Linked DNA regions of Mus musculus: region 2 is linked to region 1. A link is a contact called in public Micro-C data. All regions are on one chromosome and are shown on one strand. The core of a region is the stretch at or near the end of the contact, and the rest is flanking DNA. Distances in the headings are between cores, read along the strand shown.

Region 1 (5,332 bases), core at 2,455-4,954:
ATAGATGGTCAAGATGGTTGAACACACTGATCTCTCCAACACCCTTGGCTTTTTACTGTAGAGTCTTGTGTTAAGGAAATGGCATTGCATACAGATGAGCAGCAGAGAGGGGGAAGAGTTGGGACCGAGGAACATCTCCAGGTGAAGGGTTTTATGTGGCTGGATACTTAGGCTCGCTTGAAAACCACAATGGCTGCTTACTTTCCAGCTGATTTCCCGCCAAGAAAATCAAGAGCACTGTATCTTTCCCCCTCTGATTTGTGTCTTCCTTGAAAAAAATTCAGCTCATGTCCTCTTTATAAATGCAATATTTCTAAATTTCCATTCCACATCCCTAAATAACATCTATAAGAAACCAAACCAGTCTTTCGTGAACTCCCTATGTGACGTAGGCTGCCCTTAACCTGTGACGACTCTGTTGCTTACCTTCTGAGTGCTGATCTCTGATTGCATTTTAATTTTGATGATCCCGAGAGTCAACTAAGCAGCTCTTCCCTGTTCATGAGACTGTGCTGGGCTGCAGGTGGTCTCCGTGGTAGAGCGCTTGACTAGCATGCACCAGGTCTTGGATTCTAGAACTGAAAGCCAGTGTCATTTGTTTTTTGAGACAAGGTTTTTCTGCATAGCCTTGACTGTCTTGGAACTTGCTCTGTAGACCAGGCTGGCCTCAAACTCAGAGATCTGCCTGCCTCTGCCTACCAAGTGCTGAGATTAAAGGTGTAGGCCAACACTGTGCTCAAACAACCAATTGTTATGGGTTTATTTTTTTTCATGAAAGCATATATAAAGATATGTATGTATATATGCATGTATGTATCTCCTATGAATTTTTACTTCTCTATACACTCTCAACAACAGGGCTTTTTGTCTGATCCTGAGACCAATGATGATCCATCACCTACTAGAAAACTGAAATAATAGACACACAAAACATAAACTCCCAATTTTGGTTACTATATGTCAATAGACATAAAATAATTGTCAAACTGCTATAAAAGACCTCCATGCCTACTCTAAAAGGCCATCCTTGCCCCACAGACTGGTTCACGGCCCATTCTTTAAATACCACTGAACTGGGTCATCAGCAGTAAGTACAGCCTTGCACTACCTGCTAGGTCCACGAGGAGAGCACACAGGACAATGGTTCCGTAAGATTATATGTGTGGTGGCGCATGCTCATAATCCTGGCACTTGGAGGAAGGCTGAGATAGAAAGACCACAAGTTTGAGGCCAGCCTGGTCTACAGAGTTAAGGTGCTTAGAAAAACAGATTATGTGGCCCAGTTACATCTTAATTATCTTATTTTGTTTAGTATGCTCTATATTTTCCCAACTTCAAAATGTCTATTGAGGCATCATTCCTCAGAATGTATTTCAGCTAATCAACACGAACCGTATCTTACAGTTTCCAGTTGAAGATCAAACACCCATCTCTACCCTACCTCCAATCTCAAAAATCCCCTCTGCACAAAAGGCTCCACCTTTCCAGGTCTGAAACCTCCCCTAGACCATACCTCCAACTGTGGGGTAAACATCCACACACATGAGCCTCTCGGGGACATTCTGTGTCCTTTCTGCTTGGTGAACAGAGGTCCTTTTATGCTTTGTTCAGGAACTTCTACCTGCAAGGTGAGGACGGACCTGTGGCCTACTGGGTTGGTGGAGACAAAATCCCCAGCCTGCCTTGGCAGTTTGGTTTTCCCCTTTACAGGACAATGTGCCGCCTATCTGAACTCACTGCTGTTGCTGCCCTCTGCTGTTTCTATTGAGAATTACAGGGTACTGGGTTCCTGGGGCTGCCGGGCTGGTAAAATGCCACGTTTGTGGTGGGGATCCCTGACGTGCATTCTGCTTAAGATTTGATTAAGCATCCTAGAATTCATTTTCGAGGCACCTTCACACCTCCGCCCTTCACTTTGACATGGACATACAACCCGCAGCAGCTTCTGGGTGCTGCTTGCAAATGCAACCACATAGAGCCCAGCCTTCCCACAACTGAATGTTAACAGTCAATTCTCAAACCGTTTTACTTTCTCCTTTTGTTTGTGCCCCATGACATGCCCAGACTGGAGTGGAGTCTCAAATATGCTATGACTTCCATTTCATACACACATGTCCAGGTTGTCATTTCCTGCCATTATGATTTAGTGAGTACTTTAAAAAGTGGCAATTGGCGTGGACCCAGGCCCTTTTGTATGCTATCTGAGGGTTTCTATTGCGGTGATGAAACAGCCTGACCAAAAAGCAAGTTGGGGAGGAAAGGGTTTATGAGGCTTACACTTCAACAGACCTGTTCATCACTGGAGGAAGTCAGGACAGGAACTCAAATAGGGTAGGAACCCAGAGGTAGGAGCTGGTGCGGAGGCCATGGAGGGATGCTGCTTACTGCCTTGCTCCCCATGACTTGCTCAGCCTGCTTTCTTACAGAACCCGGGGCCACCACAATAGGCTGGACCCTCCATCAATCACTAATTAAGAAAAAGCTGGGTCTCATGGAGGTGTCTTCTCATTTGAGGCTTCCTCCTTTCAGTCACTCTAGCTTGTGTCAGGTTGAGGTAAGATTAGCCAGCTCAGCATGTGACTTCACCACTAGCTGCACTCACTCACAGCCTTAAAAATCCCTAACTCTCCGGCCCAGGTACTGCTTTCTCTGCAGTAATTTCCCAACACTCATGGGGACAGCGCCTCACTGCGGCCGTGTTACCTCCTTGGCTTGTTACTGTGATAAAAATACTTGAAGAGACCTCGGGAGGAAGGGCTTACAATGTGAGTGAGCCAGATTGGCACTAACAATCCAAAAAACGAATCAGTAGTCCGTCCCAGACAGCTATATCTTCCTAATAGTTCCCTAATTCAGTCCTTGCTTCCAACTCAGTGCCACCTGGGGATGGACAAAGAACATGCTCTCCGTGACAAATCACACAGGATGCCCCAGTTCTGTCCAGCGGCTCGCAGCTTCCCCAAGCAAGCAGCCTTAACTGACTGCGCGCTTGGCATTCTAGGTCTGAGTAGCTGCCAAAAGGCAAATGGCAGCAACTGCCCCTTTGCACAGTAAACGATGAACAAATGGTTTTGCTTATCCCTCCTTGATCATTGGGGGACCAATAAGTTTTTGTTTTTAAGTTTTAAATATTTGTGTATAAAGGTTTTGTCTGCGTGCATGAGCACCATGCGCGTGCCCCGTACTGGCAGAAATCAGAAGGGGTAGTTTGGAATTCCTGCAACTGGAGTTATTGATGGTTGTGAATCACCACGTGAGTGCTGGGATTTGAACCCGGGTTCTGTACAAAAGCCGTAAGTGCTCTTAATTGTCGAGCTATCTCTCCTGCCCATCACTCAGTTTTTAATAGCTGAGGACTTAACTGATTTGCTTTCTCATGGTCACTTGGAACGTTTGGAAGAAGAAGTGCAGCCCAATCGATTAGCAAAGGCTCGTTTCCGATTTTCCACCGGGCGAGGTGGAAGAAACACCGCCTGAGGGATCCCGGTTTCCACGGGGCAGAAGAGTGCCCTAAGCAAGCACTCTGAACGAAGGGGAGACGATCACCAGGGTTTCGGGATCGAGGTGAGAGGGACAGACGTGGATACTCAAGGGCGCACAGACTCGGCCGCTACCACCTCTCAGGGCTTCAGCTTCACCCGGTTAACATCCACGTGTGGGTGGGACTCCCAGCAGATGTCCTCTGCGCACGCGCATCCGGGGCGACGTCACGTCCGGCGGCGGGAGTTAGAGGCGGAGAGGGCCGGGCCGGGTGTCTCATGGCATCGCTCCCCTCGCTCGCTCGGCCCTGACGCTTATGGTTCCGTCTGCCTGCCGGTAGCACAGCGTTGCCGGGCCGGTTCTCCGCCGCCTCCCGGATCTCTGAGTCTGAGCCGGGTGTGTTTGCTCTACTCGAGGTGAAGCGTGCATACCGGGAGAGCGGGGCCTGGGGCTTCACTGGGTTGTGGGCACCTTTCCCGCAGGTGGAGTCACCTGGGCAAGATTTGACAGCGCATCTTTCAGGGCGACTCCTGTGCCATCACAGTGCAGTCCCAGGAATGCTGTCGATAGACGACAGGGGCAGCGAATGCTTAAAAATACAAAAACCAAAAGAGCCCTCAAACTACAGATTGCATTTTAATCTTTGGGTTTTTTTTTTTTAACAGCTATGAAGAGGCCGTGGAACTCTTTAAAGGCAATTCTAAATTCTAAATAGCTTTTTTCAAAAATGAATTGCAATCTTCCCCATAACAGAAGCTGTTCAGATATCTAACTCCCAACAAGAAGTCCAAACTCCCCTGGTTATCTGGGGACGTCTCGGGGGCTTTTAGTAGCTGAGGACTTTATTCTTTGGAAGAATGTTTGCATCTTTAGTGCCTAGTCACTAAACCTAGTTTGATCTTTTCTTTTGGTTTACCATTAATATCACAAAGACTGTTCTGAAAGAATTATGTATTCTCTGAGATGATTTGAGTGCTCTTGCCAGATTTTTAGCCGTCTTCTGGTTATACTTTAATGCTTTTTCTCTGTTGGAGTTTTGTATTTTGATAATACAAAACTTGGTAGAATTGTGTTTATAGGAAGAAAAATAAGGGCAGGACTTAGGGCTTCCCTCCACCCCCTTCTAATTTCTCCAAATGCCTATTTTCGAGAGGACAGCTAAGCAAAACAAAACAAAAACCAAACCAAAACAAACAAACAAACAAAAAAGGAAATTAAGGTCACCTAGAATTTTACTAACTGAATAACTTGTTAATATTTTGGATGTCTCCTCTTATTTTAAAACATACCTATCTTGGACCAGAAGCCGTGGTCCACACCTTTTACCCCCCGCACCTAGGAGGCAGAGAGTTTGAGGCCAGCCTGGGCTACTTAGTGAGACCTTAGTTGTAAAACTGGAAGCAGAATTAGTACACACCACTGGTTAGCCCCATTTATATAACATATCCTGCCAGCTTTTCTAATTCATCTTATTTGTTCATTTGTATTTTGTTCATTCATGAGAACAAGGTATTTCATTGTGCCAGGGGTTCTTATAAGAAGGAACCCTAGAGGCCCCCTCTGTGCTACCTATTTTAGTAGCTTGGAGGGCAGCTGACCTATATCTTCATATCTATATCTTTGGCCAAGTTGCATTAGGAAGGTGGGATAGGGTTGTGTGGATCCAAAGATTTAATGCTCCTTGCTTAGGGCCAGGCAATTTATCATATTTGACTTATTGAAAAGGCCGAGAAAAATCACCTAATGTCCTTCCCAATTCTTCTTTCTTTGGTTTTAGGCTCACCTAAAAAAAATCCCTCCAAGGATGAAACATGACTGACGACTCTCAGAGGAACTTTCGATCAGTCTACTA
Region 2 (5,082 bases), core at 1,242-3,741, 44 kb before region 1:
AATCTTTGGCACCATCTCCTGGGAACAGGTCCCCATCCCTGAGGGTGATGCTGCTATGTAATTACCCTCCTCCACCCCATTGCTCAGGCCCAAGTTCCGATTCTGACCTGGCTGCTGGTATTGGGTCTGTGAGGTGACACAGGCGGAATGCATGACCTCTGAACTCAGTTTTTTCCTCCATAAAAAATGGAGGTAGTAACCTAACCGCAGAGACAATCAGAGAAGCAACGTTTGGTGCAGTGGTTGGCAGACAGTGCTCAATGGATAGCAGCTACAGCCATTTCCTCCTCCCTTCGGTTTGTACTTGGACAGGACATTTAAGTGGAGGAAGTTTCTTTGGTGGGAAGGAAGGCGAAGGAGGTTCACGAGGTCTCCAACCCCGGCACTCCAAACTCCTTAGCTCAAGGGAAAGGGGGCTGGCATTTGTCACCAGCCTTAGGTTAAGTTATCTTTGTGAATCAGGATGCTACTATCCACGCTTGTCACTGAGGAGGAAACCAGAAACGGAAGCCGCTTGCTTCTTCATCTGCCTTCCCAGAGCCAAGAGCGGCTTCTCTAATACCTGAATGTCAGACTGATCCACCAATCTCTTGTTATGTTACAGAAAGGGAAAAATGAGATAATTGGAGAAAATTTATCTGCTTAGGGAGACAGAGCTATAGAAGATGGTCTGAGAGAGATGGGGTGGTGGGAGGGGTGGGGGTGTAGGGGTGGGGTGACGGTAGGGGTACGGGGGATGAGGTGGGAGGATGATCGACTGACTCTGGGAAAGAACAGGACTAATTTTGTCACAGTTAAAGACAATATTTCATCATGTCTCATGGGCCAATTCTGCAGGGTCCATATCTGGATAGATAAGCTCGAATCTCACTACCTGGTCAACTACTTAATTTTGCAGTCCCGTTGTCTACTAAGATTGGTCAGTTGGGGTAAGGACCGTGAGTCTTTAGGAATTAGGTTCAAAAGTTGTATAAGACATCATATGTCATGGAGATCAGGTTCCATGTAGTCAGGGTCTGATTGCTAAAGTGAGGGCCTTTCTGCCCTTAACGTTGCCTCCGTTTGTCTCTACGGCAGGGCTGTAACAATTAATCAGGGGGTTATTGGCTCTCCACTGCAGACCCAGTGCTTCCTGGTTGAGGACTGTGCTGAAGGCCATGCCTGTCATCCTGATGGATATGTCCTTTTCCTGTTTATTCCATTTTGGTAATTCCTTCTGAAAGCGTAGGCCTTATCTTGGTCCATTTTGCGTTGCTACAACACAGTACCCGGAGCTGGACAGTGTGTATGGTTTGGCTTTATGGGATGGAGCCCAGTCACTGGGATGTGTATTCTTCAGGGGGATAGTGGGATAGACCCCAGACCCTTCCCCTTCCTGATGCTTTTGGTTCCCAGCTGTGAGGTTGGCAGCTTGACCTCTCCTGTTCCTGCTGCCATGTGCCACACTGGCTCAGAGAAGGGGAGCAGTTGATTGTGAGCTGAAACCTTCAAGACAGAGTCAACGCAAACCTTTCTCTTTATAAGTCACTCCCCTCAGCTCTTTGTTATGGAAACAGAAAGCTGCTAGCGAGGGAGGAGCAAGCATGGCGGTGCAGTTATAGATGGTTTGCTTTTATTCTTCTCTGGTAGTGCTTCTGTGTTTGACCTGTGTTCTTTAAGATTTTGTTTGCTGTATTTTGGTGGGAGAGGCTGAGACTCAGTTTCATGTAGCCCAGGCTGGCCTTGGACTCCCCTTGTAGCTGAGGATGACCTTCAACTCCTGATCCGCATTGTTCTTTAGGATTTAGGTTCTAGAAGTGGGGGTGGAGTGGGAGGGGCATTGGGTTACCTTTGTCTCGCTTTGTTTTGCCGACAGCACACCTCGCCTACAGTCCCGTGTTTAATACTTGTGGGGTTTAGCCTTCACGCAACAAGCACACAGCTATTCAGTGAACTAGTTGGATGATGTGGGCAGTTCTCACAAAACCACCGGTGTGGGGGTGGGGTGGGGAAGCAGAACAATTCTTCTCTAAGCTCAAGTGCGGGGGTGGGGGGAGGGTGGGGGGGGTAAGAGTCTTCTGTAGACCTCAGGTTCTTAACTTCCTAACCCCAGCTGCAAGGGGTTGAAGGAAGATACGGTGGACTTTAAGGAAGTTGCCTGCCACCACCACTTTCCAGCTGTGAAGGCTAGTCCTGGAGGATGTACTGAAGGGGGGTGGGGAGAGGGCGGCAGCAGGGGGAGGGGCGGGAGTTGCTGGGAGGGGCAAAGCAGTTTCCAGTGGCACTGTTAGCTTGCTGGTCTTCTTTACCTTTCGTTAAGGTGAGAGCACACGGGAGCAGGTGCCTGTGTAGAATTTCTCTTGCCTGTGTTATCTTGAGATTAACACGTGCCTGACATTAGACCGTCAACCTTGCATCCAACACACTCACCTTCTCGGCTCTCCCCGGGCATTGGGTTGCAGCAGTTGCTAAGCAACCAGGTTATCTGTAGCAGTTTCTGGTTGGTCAGCAGGTGCAGAAGGCGGACCAATACCACAGTTCCTATCGGAGACTTCCAGCCCTGAGATACCCCAGGGATGGAATTTGAACTCTGCTGCCTCTAAGCAAATCTGACCTCCATATCCTAGGAGATCCTTCTTCCTGGAGCTGGGGGTCTGCCTTTTGAGACTGGGAGAAATAACATGGAGTTATAAAATGATAGATTCAAACTTCAACTACGTGGACCAAGAAGTTTACAAATTCTAGAGGAGTTTAAGATGATTTATAACAAAACTCTCCATCTTCTTTTGTACATAAACCTGCACAAAACATGGTTGACTATTTTACTTTGCACCAGAGAGTTCAGGAAACTATTTATTGTGGGGGTCAGGAAGGTATTAACCCCATCAGACTCCCACCTCAGGGGTCCTAAGAGGTAGATAGCCATTGTTTTTCTTCTTTTTTTTACATCTCACTGGAACTACACTCATCTCTAAGGTCTCCTCAGAGCCAAGTTCTGCCTTTTATTATAAATTACCAGGAAGTACCTTAGAGCCTCTGTGAAACTCGGGCATGATGGTAGAGGTTAACTGGTATTGGCCAGTATAAAGCGACCTCCCTTCTAGGGAATGTTTTGCTATGGCTGGGTGTTTAGCCAGTGCTGGAGCAGTGGCCTTCTCACGCCAGTCACTGTCATGGAGTCCAGTACACATCGAATATTACATTTCTCTCCAAATGTTATAATACAGTCCTGTGACACTCAGGTGGGGATAAGTTCCTATAATTGCATTGTTTGGTGATTTTGTCATTTTTCAAAGATCAAAGAATTGGTGAACCCACACAAGCCGAGGAAGTCCAGGTCAGTCTCTCAATGGTGTGATCAGGAAATATGGGGGTAGGAGGGGTTAGTGAGAGGAAGGTGAGTGGAGGGTACCCTTCCCACCTCCCCAACTGTGGATCAGAGTGAACCAAGCCAGTGCTTCTTCACCTAACTGTCTGTATCCAGCACATCTTTGGGAATATCGTTGGTCTAAGACAGGAGCCATGTTCCCACAGGCTTTGCCTAAGCCCTTGGCAAGTCCAATGAGAGACTGGCTTTCCAGCATCCCCAGGCTGCCTTTTCCCAGGACTGTGTCTCTGCAGAGCCTCATACCAGTGAGTCCTTCCATGGAGGCAGGACTAGAGCAGGAGAGAGACTACTACAGCCCTGTTGGGACTCTGTTCCCAGGGATGGGGCCATTCACTTTCTCTATCCCTGCTTCTTTTTAAGGGGCTCACGGTATCATAGGGATGGAAAAGTATTAAAATGTCAGGCGAGGCATGGTGGGGTGTGCCTTTACTCCCAGCACTCCAGAGGCAGAAGCAGGGAGATCTTTGGAGTTCTAGGCCAGCTTAGTCTACATAGTGAGTTCCAAGACAGCCAGGACTATGTAAAAAAAAAAAAGGGGGGGCTGTCTCAAAACAAACAAACAAACAAACAAACCAATGACATTCTAGAGCCAGCAAGATGGCTGACACCAAGTTTGAGGAGCTAAGTTCCATATCTAGAACCTACCTGGTAGAAGGATAGAACCAGTCCCCGAAAGTGTCCTCTGACTTTCCTATGTGTGCTATGGCATGCATGCATGTATGCATGCACGCACACACATACAGTTTTAAAAGTGTATCCCTCCCCTACTTCCACATCTGCAGGTAGGGTCCTCCCCACCTGACACCATTGTGAGGACCACGGGCTGTTCTAGCTCTGAAGGAAGTCGCAGTGGCCATGTAAGCCCAGGCCCATCAGCTTTTAGGGACGTCTTATGCCACACTAAAAGCAGTCTGCCTTGCTTGCAAATTTTTGCAAAGAAAACAACCAACCAGGCATCTCTCTAGCCAGTGAGGGGGGCAGTGCTATCCATCTCTCTTCTCCAGTGAACAGTGCCTCAACTCTGAATGATTAGGCTTGCCAAACCTTCACCTCAGGTGGAAAACTAAGTGCTGTCCCTTTAAGAGAAAGGGCTACAGGAGAAGGAGACATTAGCTAGCTTCAGGGCTGCTGAGGGATTTTGAGTCCAGAGTCAAGTGTTTTGTAAATACCCTCTCAATATTCACTCCCCATCTTCAGTTTTTAAGGTGCTGAGCTCTATTGATAGGATATAATTATTACCAGGAGGATGGAAGCACACACCTATCCAAACATGAGCCGCAGGCTGGAGATGCAGCCCAGTCTGTAGAGTAGCCTGTTAGCATGCAGGAAGCCCTGAGATTAATCTCCAATTCCAGAACAGTATCAAAACAGTTTGTGGGTATAATCCCAGCACTTGGGAGGCAGAGTCAGGAGGATCCTACACCGGGAGTTCAAGGTCAGCCTGAGTTATATGAAACACCCTCTCCCCTCTCAACACAAATGAAACTATGAGCAGCAACCAGCCAAACTGAGTTTTGTAATGTAGCCAGAGAGTTTTTAATCAGCAGCCTCTCGTAGCTAACCAAGCCTGCTTTATTTACTAGAAGCAGCTAATGGGCCACCTTTGCCCTACATTTGTCTAGCCTAGCCCCCTCAGTGGCTGCTCCAGACAGGCAGTGATGCTTTCAAAGTCTCTCTGCCTGGGCTATGCACGGCAGAAAGTGAACTTGGCATGG

Evidence for each region. A called contact is a pair of places that touch in the nucleus more often than the background predicts.
Region 2: a Micro-C map of embryonic stem cells shows a contact between it and region 1, with 1.9 times the contacts expected there. The contact joins the enhancer-like site here to the promoter of Tbc1d7 in region 1. A contact is called at or near these places in 1 of 15 datasets of contacts at CTCF or cohesin (CD8 T cells), 33 of 484 Hi-C or Micro-C datasets (B cells, the C2C12 cell line, CD8 T cells and 11 more), 11 of 115 datasets of contacts at active chromatin or transcription factors (CD8 T cells, the HPC-7 cell line, effector CD8 T cells and 4 more) and 2 of 9 other capture datasets (adipose tissue and liver).

Annotation. Positions count from the first base shown.
Region 1 is chr13:43,169,873-43,175,204 of GRCm38.p6, reverse strand. Tbc1d7 (TBC1 domain family, member 7) reads left to right here and starts at 3,704. Exons shown (of 8, transcript NM_001252639.1): 1 at 3,704-3,896; 2 at 5,258-5,332. The coding sequence starts at 5,292. Gm40929 (a long non-coding RNA gene) reads right to left here and starts at 3,383. Exons shown (of 4, transcript XR_873309.3): 1 at 3,363-3,383; 2 at 1,514-1,621; 3 at 427-578.
Region 2 is chr13:43,212,625-43,217,706 of GRCm38.p6, reverse strand. All of the region lies in intron 1 of Gfod1 (glucose-fructose oxidoreductase domain containing 1), which reads left to right. Among named protein-coding and RNA genes, the nearest start is that of Gm40929, 43 kb to the right of the region's middle. Within about 2 kb of position 2,491, at least 92 of the 459 cell types and tissues checked have an H3K27ac peak or open chromatin away from gene starts, as enhancers often do. A contact at or near this core is called in CD8 T cells, centroblasts, effector CD8 T cells and 4 more, where this site is marked.